2 separate regions of the Mus musculus genome follow, and region 1 is linked to region 2. Evidence: chromatin contacts called from public HiChIP or PLAC-seq data. All regions are on one chromosome and are shown on one strand. Each heading gives the region's core, a stretch centred on a gene start, on an enhancer-like site or on the middle of the called end of the contact. The rest is flanking DNA. Distances are from core to core; before and after follow the strand shown.

What was found. HiChIP or PLAC-seq counts read pairs in DNA pulled down with a chosen protein or histone mark.
Region 1: a contact with region 2 is called in an H3K27ac HiChIP or PLAC-seq map of hepatocytes, with 6 times the contacts expected there. The contact joins two enhancer-like sites. A contact is called at or near these places in 10 of 484 Hi-C or Micro-C datasets (embryonic stem cells, liver, nephron progenitors and 2 more) and 1 of 115 datasets of contacts at active chromatin or transcription factors (hepatocytes).

The regions. Positions count from the first base shown.
Region 1 is chr13:39,661,597-39,666,600 of GRCm38.p6, forward strand. No RefSeq gene overlaps it. Among named protein-coding and RNA genes, the nearest start is that of Gm32243, 17 kb to the left of the region's middle. Within about 2 kb of position 2,720, at least 3 of the 459 cell types and tissues checked have an H3K27ac peak or open chromatin away from gene starts, as enhancers often do. A contact at or near this core is called in hepatocytes and liver, where this site is marked.
Region 2 is chr13:39,438,491-39,443,376 of GRCm38.p6, forward strand. No RefSeq gene overlaps it. Among named protein-coding and RNA genes, the nearest start is that of Gm32243, 210 kb to the right of the region's middle. Within about 2 kb of position 3,176, at least 9 of the 459 cell types and tissues checked have an H3K27ac peak or open chromatin away from gene starts, as enhancers often do. A contact at or near this core is called in hepatocytes and liver, where this site is marked.

The DNA.
Region 1 (5,004 bases), core at 1,470-3,969, 220 kb after region 2:
CACACATGCTCTCTCTTTCTCTTCCTCTTTCTTTCTCTCTCTCTCTCTCTCTCTCTCTCTCTCTCTCACACACACACACACACACACACACACACACACAATTGAAAAAAACAGCCAAGGCACTAAAAATGGATTCTTAAATCATTTTATAAATGCAAATAACTATATAAGAACTTGTAAATCTTAGCAAATTTCTAGGAGTGTCCTGACATCTGTTAAGCAAATGATTCTCAAACTTAAAATTCCTCATAGAAACTTGTCAAGTACTTATTCAAAAATGAATACTGAGCCCTCAAAGAGTGCTGATGCTTGCCCATGAAAAATGAACTAGCAAGACAGAGGACAAGTTTTTCCTTGATATTGCATTTTGGAATGGGTCACATGATCAAATGTCGTCCAATGGCTTTAGGCTGCTTTCAAGTTATAAATGGTTCTGCAAAGAACATGTGGCAGACACTCTGTATGAAGTGTGTTCTGATTCACATGAGACTAAGGGTGTCCCATCTGGGACTGTGAGGACAGGCAATAGTAAACAGAAATGTTATATTTTATGTTTAAGAGCCCCGCAAATTTGACATCTGACTTTACTTCAAGTTAATGCTGTATGATCAAAACTATACTCTTTCACATGACTGCAGTCCAGTACTTGGAAGCTAGAGGCAAGAGGGTCAGTAGTTGAAAGTCAGCCTCGTCTATACTTCAAGTATTAAGACAGCCTGAGCTACAGAAGAGTATCGCTCAAAAGCAAAACAAATTACTGACATTCTCTTGTTAAATATTGGATAATGATTGGTGACTCAGGCAGCAAGTATCACTTCGTCTGTGGAAACCAAGAATGTCTCCTTATGCCAAGAGAGAGACAATCCCTTCCATGGGCAAACCCACACACAGTCAGGAGTCAGTGTTCACTCTTCTACAAAAATTATGCCTAGAAAGACACAGGTTTTACTAGAATAGAAATGAATATGTTATTTTTTTTTTATCACAGTAGCAAAGTACCCATGATAATCAAATTAAAGAGTAAGAAAGAATTATCTGGGGTTGGAATATTTTAGTTCCTCACCAAGTAGCTTTTCTGGTTTTAGTCCAAGAGGAGGCAAGCACAGTCTGGTGCCGAGTACACAGTGGATCTATGTATGCTGCCTGCTTCACTCTGACCAGGAAGTATGAAGAGTGTCTTAGTCAGGGTTTCTATTCCTGGACAAAACATCATGACCAAGAAGCAAGTTGGGGAGGAAAGGGTTTATTCAGCTTACACTTCCATACTGCTGTTCATCACCAAGGAAGCCAGGACTGGAACTCACGCATGTCAGAAAGCAGGAGCTGATGCAGAGGCCATGGAGGGATGTTCTTTACTGGCTTGCCTCCCCTGGCTTGCTCAGCCTGCTCTCTTATAGAACCCAAGACTACCAGCCCAGAGATGGCACCACCCATAAAGGACTTTCCCTCTTGATCACTAATTGAGAAAATGCCTTACAGTTGGATCTCATGGAGGCATTTCCTCAGCTGATGCTCCTTTCTCTGTGATAACTCCAGCTGTGTCAAGTTGACACAAAACTAGCCAGTACAAAGAGAAACAGGAAGAAACCAATATCCATGATCCCCTTTAAGGTCACCTCTAGTGATCCAACTTCCCTGACTGAGTCCCCTTCCCTAATGTACGTCCTTCTCAAAGGTTCCTCTACCTTCCAAAAGCACCTGAACCTAAGAATCGTTCAATTCATGGGCCTTTGAGGGACATTTACGAAACAATAATAATGGGCTTTCCTACTTAATAGCAAGATGTTCATAACTAAGGCTAATTCATTCTTGAATCCATTTGCAAAGAAGTAGGAATATACAGTTGATCCTCCAGTTGAAATCTGTGTGTTGGCATCACATTTATGATGCTGGCTTTGCTGTATTCAAGTTTGGAAGAAAATAAGTAAATGACTTAAATATAAAGAAAAGATCACTTGTTCCCAGACTCTCTGAGACACTAACAGATGGGATCCCTTCTCCATTATGTACAGACACACTTAAAAAGGGTCTCCATACTCAAGGTCCTCTGGATGATGGGGCCCATCATTATACAATATGATACCTCTGCCATGGAAATGAAGATTGTGGAGCTATTCACGCTTTCCATCAGCAGTGCCTTAGTGCAGGTATAGGGATTCTCAGAGCTGCAACTCATTCTTCACACAGTATTGCTGGGGAGTGTCTATTTTCCTCCAAGGAAAAGCTCCGTAGGCAGCCGCCTCTCTAGCAGACCATCTCTGTTGATTTCCTTGGGCCTCACTGTGATTACTTGCAGCTGGGCTCCATTGCAGCAACATTTTTATATCGTGTACAAGATTAGAGCAAACAAATACTCTGACTACAGTATTCTCCAATTACATTAATTTTATCCACTGATGTCTTTATTTCCTTCCTTTCCAATTTAGATCTGTAATGTGAAAATTGGCCCTATTTTTGTGCCTATTATGATGCTCTGAACCTGCTCTTTCTTCCCACATGGTGCTCATTGCAAAACAAGACTTCACAGACAGACTCTTCTAATGGGAACAAGGGGACTGCGCCCCCCTCCCCTTTTAAACTGAAGAATCCCAGAGTTGCACAGTAAACTTTCCAGATTTTGAATTGGAGGAACTTGCTCCAAATGCCCACCAGGAAGACATGGATGACAGTGGGGATCAACTCTGCAGCCCAAACAGTTAATCCTTTCACCTTAGGACAGAGTCCATGGTAGTTGGATTGGATTAAATGGAGAAAGCTGGTGAGAAAATCACAGAGTGGAGCAAGCAAACAGTGACTGGACGGTTTTTTTGTTTTTTTGTTTGTTTTTTTAAAAAGGTTAAAAAAGAAACAAAACAAAACAAACAAACATACAAAAAGACCGAGAGATGAGAGGCGTAAGAACACAGGATTTGGGAGTAGGCCAAAAGTGATGTTGAATGTACATAATGTAAATAGTAAGGGTGGCCCAGTCTGTCCTATAATCTCTCCTTTAACAACCTAACTAACTAACTAACTAATTAATTAATTAATTAGTGTGTGTGTGTGTGTGTGTGTGTGTGTGTGTGTGTGTAAACACAATTGCAGCTGTGCCACGTCATGTGTATACAGGTCAAAGACTATCTCTGTAGAGTCAATGTTGTTCTCCTTTCACCTAGGGTTCTGGTGAGCCAACTGAGGTCATTAGCCCTGGAGACAAGTACTTTTGGAGGCTAAGCCAGCCAGCCAGCCCTGTCATCACTTGTGCTGTGACTTATGACAGAGCATGTAAGGTTTCTTCTGAGAATCAGTGTTTTCCTGGAGGAAGAAATGAGAAAATATCAACCACACACACTCAGGACTGAAAAACTCCAAACCTTAAAGGTACATTAAAATTGTACTCGATTTTTAAAAAAAGATTTATTTATTATTATGTGTAAGTAGACTGTAGCTGTCTTCAGACACACCAGAAGAGGGCGTCAGATCTCATTATGAGTGGTTGTAAGCCACCATGTGGTTGCTGGGATTTGAACTCAGGACCTTCAGAAGAGCAGTCAGTGTTCTTACCCACTAATACATCTCACCAGCCCCTGTACTGATTTTTTAAAAAGAAATATTTTTATTATGGATATATGTATGTGCGGGAAGGTTTACACATGAGTGCATTTGCCTGTGGAGTCAAGAAGGGCATCAAACACCCTGGAACTGGAGTTACAGATGGGTGTGAGTTGCCCTATATGGGTGAGTTGCCCTATATGGGTGCCAGGAGATGAACTGTGGACCTGTCAAGAACTGGATGTGCTTGCAACCACTAAGTTATCTCCTCAGACTTGCAGCCATATTTAAGATTAAAGAACTGGTAAAAAAAAAAAAATAGAAAAAAAAAAAAAAAAGAACTGGCTGTGTATAGGGCTTCTTCACTCCTAAAATTCAACATTAGGACCTCGGAAGACTGTTACATGTTTGAGAGTAACCTGGGCTATAGAGTAAGACTCTATCTCAAAACACCACTAAAGAAAATTCAAGAAATAAAAATATTCAAATATGTGTCAATTCCTATATTGTAGGGCTCATAAGCATATATTTTTTAATTATTTAGTTGAATAAGTGCCAATGAATTTAACTTTCTAAAGTATTGAACAATATTTTTTATGGTCTACTGCTATATAATAGGAACTATGTAAACATTCCAGATAGTTTGATGCAAAGCTGTCATCTAATTCTGTGCAATAAACATTTAGAAAATAGATGAGATTAATATTTTGCTTACATTAAGAAAATGTTTATAGGAGCAATCGCCATAAACCTCAAACTTTGTGTAAGAACTCTGCATTAGCTGAGCCCACCATTTTCTGGGTGATTCTGATATTTCTACTTTAGCGGGGAGAACCCATGACTTCTCAGAAAGTGAACACTTGTGTAAGATCTGAGTGACTCCACAGCTCTCTCTGTGAGTGTGTTCACATACACATGTGTGCTTTTAGTATTATGTATATTGAGAAAGAACAGTGACTCCAACATCTGTCTATATCTGATGAGACTGTCAGAAAAATTGTACTTCAAAAATGTAGTGACTGAACTATACAAAAGTACCATAAAGAATGCATATGCTTCGTTTGTTTGAGTTGAGGTCTAGTGTACCCCAAGCTTTGCTAGTATTTGCTAGGTAGCTGAGGATAACTTTGAATTCCTGGTTCTGCCGACTCCCCTTTCCAAGTACTGAATTACACTCCAAAGCTAAGACAATGTAAATGGGTGGGCTGCTCTTCTTTGGCCCCTTGTGCTACCTGGCTATCGCCAGGTAGAATGCCTTTGCCTTTAGAGGGCTGGGTTCAAGTGTTGCCTCTGTTGCCTCTGAACACTCTGCTTGGAGAGAGACACTTCTCCCCGATCTCCACTTTCGTTCCATAGTCACATTTTGGTGGAAGGGTATATCACAAAACAGGGCTTAGCAATGATTTTTTGAATGCAGATTTTGACAAGTCTCTGGTGCTTATAGCAATATAAATTGCATATACATGCTATGTA
Region 2 (4,886 bases), core at 1,926-4,425:
GGAAAAAAAATAAAGAAATAAAGCAAGAAGAACACAAATAAAAAGAGCAGAAGGAAGAAAATAATGACAGGAAGAAGAGGAAGAAGAAGGAGGAGGAGGGGGAGGAGATGAAGAAGAAGAAAAAGGAGAAGAAGGAGGAGGAGAAGAATAAGAAGAGGAGGAGGAGAAGAAGAAGGAGAAGAAGAAGAAGAAGAAGAAGAAGAAGAAGAAGAAGAAGAAGAAGAAGAAGAAGAAGAAGAAGAGGAGGAGGAGGAGGAGGAGGAGGAGGAGGAGGAGGAGGATAAGAAGAAGAGGAGGAGGAGGAGGATAAGAAGAAGAGGAGGAGGAGGAGGAGGAGGAGAAGGAGAAGGAGAAGGAGAAGGAGGAGGAGAAGAAGAAGAAGAAGAAGAAGAAGAAGAAGAAGAAGAAGAAGAAGAAGAAGAAGAAGAAGAAGAAGAAGAAGAAGACAATGAAGAAGACAATGACAAGAAGTGGGGTCTTTTGTCTTTTTTCCCCTGGAGGCTAACCACTACTTCGCTGTGGCCCTGAAAGAGCATGTTTCTGTTCCCGACCATTCCACAACCTTTCCCTTGAACACCTAGTAGACTTGTGAATAAAGTATGTTAAGAATGAACTTTCCTTGTGCCCTGAGCCCTTACCTGTAAAAGGTACCGAAAGGGATCCTTAACAGTCTCACTTACTTCCTTTGTACCCATTTCTCAGATGTGTACCCTGTGTAGGTGCCAGCTACACTGTGGCCATTGGAGTAACCCATTTCTTCCCTGTTTATTCATCTTAGTTGCCATGGGGTATTAACTCTTAACTGAGTTCTAGAAAAGACAATATTGCAGAAAATTCCTCTTCCTGCCAACTTCATATAATGAAGGCTAAGAGTCTCCAATAGGACACCAGTAGGAGATGGGACATAACTAGGTTAGCAGAGCTCTACTCTCAAGAATGAGATCAGCCTGCTTCTTCCAGATTTTATCTGCAAGGTCAGAACACAGGAGAACTGTTTGTTCATAAGCTTTCTGGTTTTGTATAAGTTATGACAGTGGTCCAAGCTGAATAAGACAGGCCACGCTTCTCATGAGGTGTAGAGCAATTCTCTCTGTAGCTTTCCACACATCTAGGAGATGATTCCAGGGAGATGGTCTAATTCTAGCTTCACACGCAATATTGTCTAACGAAAAGGAATACCGTGTCATTCATTCACTCTACAAAGACTTCCCAGGCACACCCAAAGAAAACTCCTTGTGAGTTTCCAAAGGCGTGGACTCCACGGTGAAAGAGTAATGTTCAAAATTCATTACCACGGCACCAGGAAGGAAAAGGAGTGGCCGCTAATCCCCATCTGAAGACCAGAGCAGAGCAGTGGTTTCAACCTCCCTAAGGCTGCAACCCTTTAAAACAGTTCTTCATGTTGTGGTGACCCCCAAACCACAGCATTATTTTCATGGCTACTCCATAACTGTAGACGGATTGTGTTCAAATCCCATATTTATTGCTAACTGATGGGAACTTAAGTAATGTAAGAGTACTGATTAGTTTTTGTCAACTTGACCCAAGCTTGATTCATCTGGGAAGGGGGCGGGGGGAGGGGCGCTCAGAAAATGCTTTCATCCCATTGGCCTGTAGGCAAGTCTGTGAGGTATTTTCATTAACCATGATTGACATGGGAGAGACAAGCTCACCTGGGCAGGTGGTCTGTGTTATATAAACAAACAAATTGAATGAGCCAGTGCAGAAGTCAGTAAGCAGCCCTCCTCCATGTGCTCCACTCAGTCCCTCCCTCCAGGTTCCTACCTCGAGTTCCTACCCTGAAGTCTGATGAGGAAGATTGGTGAGAGTAAAGAAACCTTTCCTTCCTCCTGTGTTGCTTTTGCTTGTGGTATTTATCACAGCAAGAGAAAAAAAAATTGTGTCTCACTCAGTCTCTCTAACTTTCGGTTTAGCTCTTTTTTTTTTTTTTGTTCAAATAGGGACACGGGTGACAATGGTCAGTTCCTAGAGTTGGGTGATCATTAACTATCATTGAAGCCAAGCACACATATAATATCCGAGGTTCTTCGGAACAGTAAAATGTACTTTGCGCTGTCCCTGTAAGGACTCCGAGCGCATGAACAGTAGGAAAGACTAGATTGGAATCTCTTTGACTTGTGTTCATGGGTAGTACATTGCCCCAGCTCATAGGTATCAATTACGTATGGGGATACCTAAGTTTGTTTTCCATTGCTGGCTACGCAGAGCGGAAGATGTGAAACCCGCTTTGATTAACCAAGAAAACCTACGTGGTTGTGAGTACGTGGAAGATGACATCACATTCTGGATTAAAATGGGGGTGAAGATGAGGGGGCAGGGGAGGGGTTTCAGTAAGTTATAGATCAAAGCTACTCAGTGTCCTGAGGACACATCGGCTGTAGAACTCACTTCTTCCCTCAAAAAAATAGCTGTGGCAGTGTTAAGTGCCAGCTTGGAGTTTCCAGTGTGTATTTTCTGGCCAGGGGTATAATTTTTATTCCTGTTTATTGACTAAGAGCTGCTCCATTTGCTGAGCTAACCACGTCGTGAGGCCGTGGGGCGCCTTGTGGTTTCGCCTGCAGTACACACAGCTCTCCCATAGATGGCGGCATTTCACAAACAACCTCCCATGGCAGCCTCCTAATCTGTTGACAGGATTAGGGACCCCTGTTGTTTTACAGGAAGTAAATAAATCCTTCTGGTATTCTGAAAACCTCAGAAGTGTTTGCGAGTGGTAAGGAATTGTTTATTCTGTGGCAAATGGTATCAAATGAATATTTACAGCGTTTAAAGCAATTATTCCAGATTGAAGTGGACCCCTGCTAAAGCCCAGCCTGTTCCCCTTGCCTAGTTTAGAGGCTCTGCTACAAACGCCCCGCAAATATTTGTGTTTTGTCCACCGAGTTTCTGGCTGCCATAGGTAGGAGTGAATCTCTGCCCTAAGAAAACGGGGATAGAGATGGTCTTCGCTTTCTAACCAGATGTAGAAACTAAAACAAATTCTCAAATCGTGTAAAATATAAGGCATACGGTGGTGTAACTACAGAGAATAAACAGAATAAAAGATATGCATGCAAGGAAGAAATAACCAAGTAGTGGGTATGTTTAAGCAAAGGGTTAAAGCCAGCTTCAATCCATTGACATTCTCAGTGTTGGATGATGTTAAGGTGTCTGGTCATAAGCTGGGGCGTGGCTTTCTCTTTCTCTTTCCGTTTCCTTTCTCTGTTCTTCTCCACTCACCTCCTCCTCCCTCCTTTCTTCTTTGTCCGTATTCCCTAAGATAGATTGTCCTTGTTGTTATTTGTTTGTTTGTTTGCTGTCACCCAGACTGACTTCAAACTCAGTGTCTTCAACCCTCAGCCTCCAGAGACAGAAATTTCAGACCTAAAATACCAGAGAAAGTTCACTTTCGTTCTTATCCACGTGTCTTTGCGTGTACTGTATGGGGCGGGGTGTCCACATGTGCGTCGGGGTGTCCACGTGAGCCTGTGAAGGCGAGCCGTCCACGTCACGTGTCTTCCTCCACAGCTCTATACTGTTTACAGCAGGGTAGGTCAATTGTTCGTGGAGCTCTGATTGGCTGTACTGACAGTTCCCAGGATCCTCCTGGCTCAGGCTCCCAGAGCTGAGTTTGCAGACACAATTAGCGAACAGAGTTTTTTTTAAATGATGCTGGGGATCTGAACTAAGATCTTCACACTTGCACTACCAAGCACTTTATCCACTAAGCCAGTCCCGGTCCCTCATCGGTACCCTTACGTGTACTTTAGACATATTTCGTGATACAATAATGATACAAATAATTATCTATTAATGAGACTACCAGTACGGCAACTAAATTATTGTATTTATTAAATGTCTCAATGTTCTTGGATGCATTATATTTTCTTTTTTTTCTTCTAATTTTATTTTTTACTGCTCAATTTATTCTATCTTTCAACACATTGAGGATTTTTCTAAAAATTTCCATCTGCGATACAGTTTTAAAAGTTCCCTTTCCCTTTCAAGTCTGTAATGGATTGTCTATCTGCAACACATCTGTGAAAACATCTTAAATTCTCTCTCTCAAACCCAATTAAAGGGTAGTTACGACGAGAGAGGCTAAGGCGATGGCTCAGCCAATACAAAGCCTGTGGTGTGTGTACAAGGACCTGCTCTGGATCTCCAGGACCTACGGGAAATCCAAGACTTGGAGGAGGAGGAACAGAAACAGGCAGATCCCTGATGCTTATTTATCAGACAGGCACACCAACACCATGACCTTCAAGTTCAACGAGACACACCTGTCTAGAAATATAGAGGTAGAAAGTTAGGGGTAAAGACATTTGACGCTGACCTTAGTCTTCCACGTGCACACACATAATACCATACATACAGCACCCTACACACAACACAACACACAAACCAACAGACCCACTAAGGAACAATTAGAAATATTGAGGTGGATTGTTTCTGTTTGCGACAGGATCTCATTGTGTAGACCAGGCTAACCTCAAACTCACAAAGATCCATCTGCCTCTACTTCTCCATTGTTGGGATTAAAGATGTGAACCACCGAGCCTGGCCAAAAATCTTGAGAAAATGCAAAGTCAATAATAGTTTAAGGTGCCTCTTTGAAATCATATTATTACATGTAGGTATGAGATGCAGTCTAATATGTGATTAGGACTAGCATATTTTCAGAAAGCAAGAAGAAAAAAATAAAAGAAGGGAGTTGCTCAACTTTTAAACTTGCTCAAAGTTTAGTAAAAACTCCAAGGATGTACTCTCTGTCTCTCTGTCTCTGTCTCTCTCTGTCTCTCTGTCTCTCTCTGTCTCTGTCTCTCTGTCTCTGTCTGTCTCTGTCTCTCTGTCTCTGTCTCTCTCTGTCTCTCTATGTGTTTATA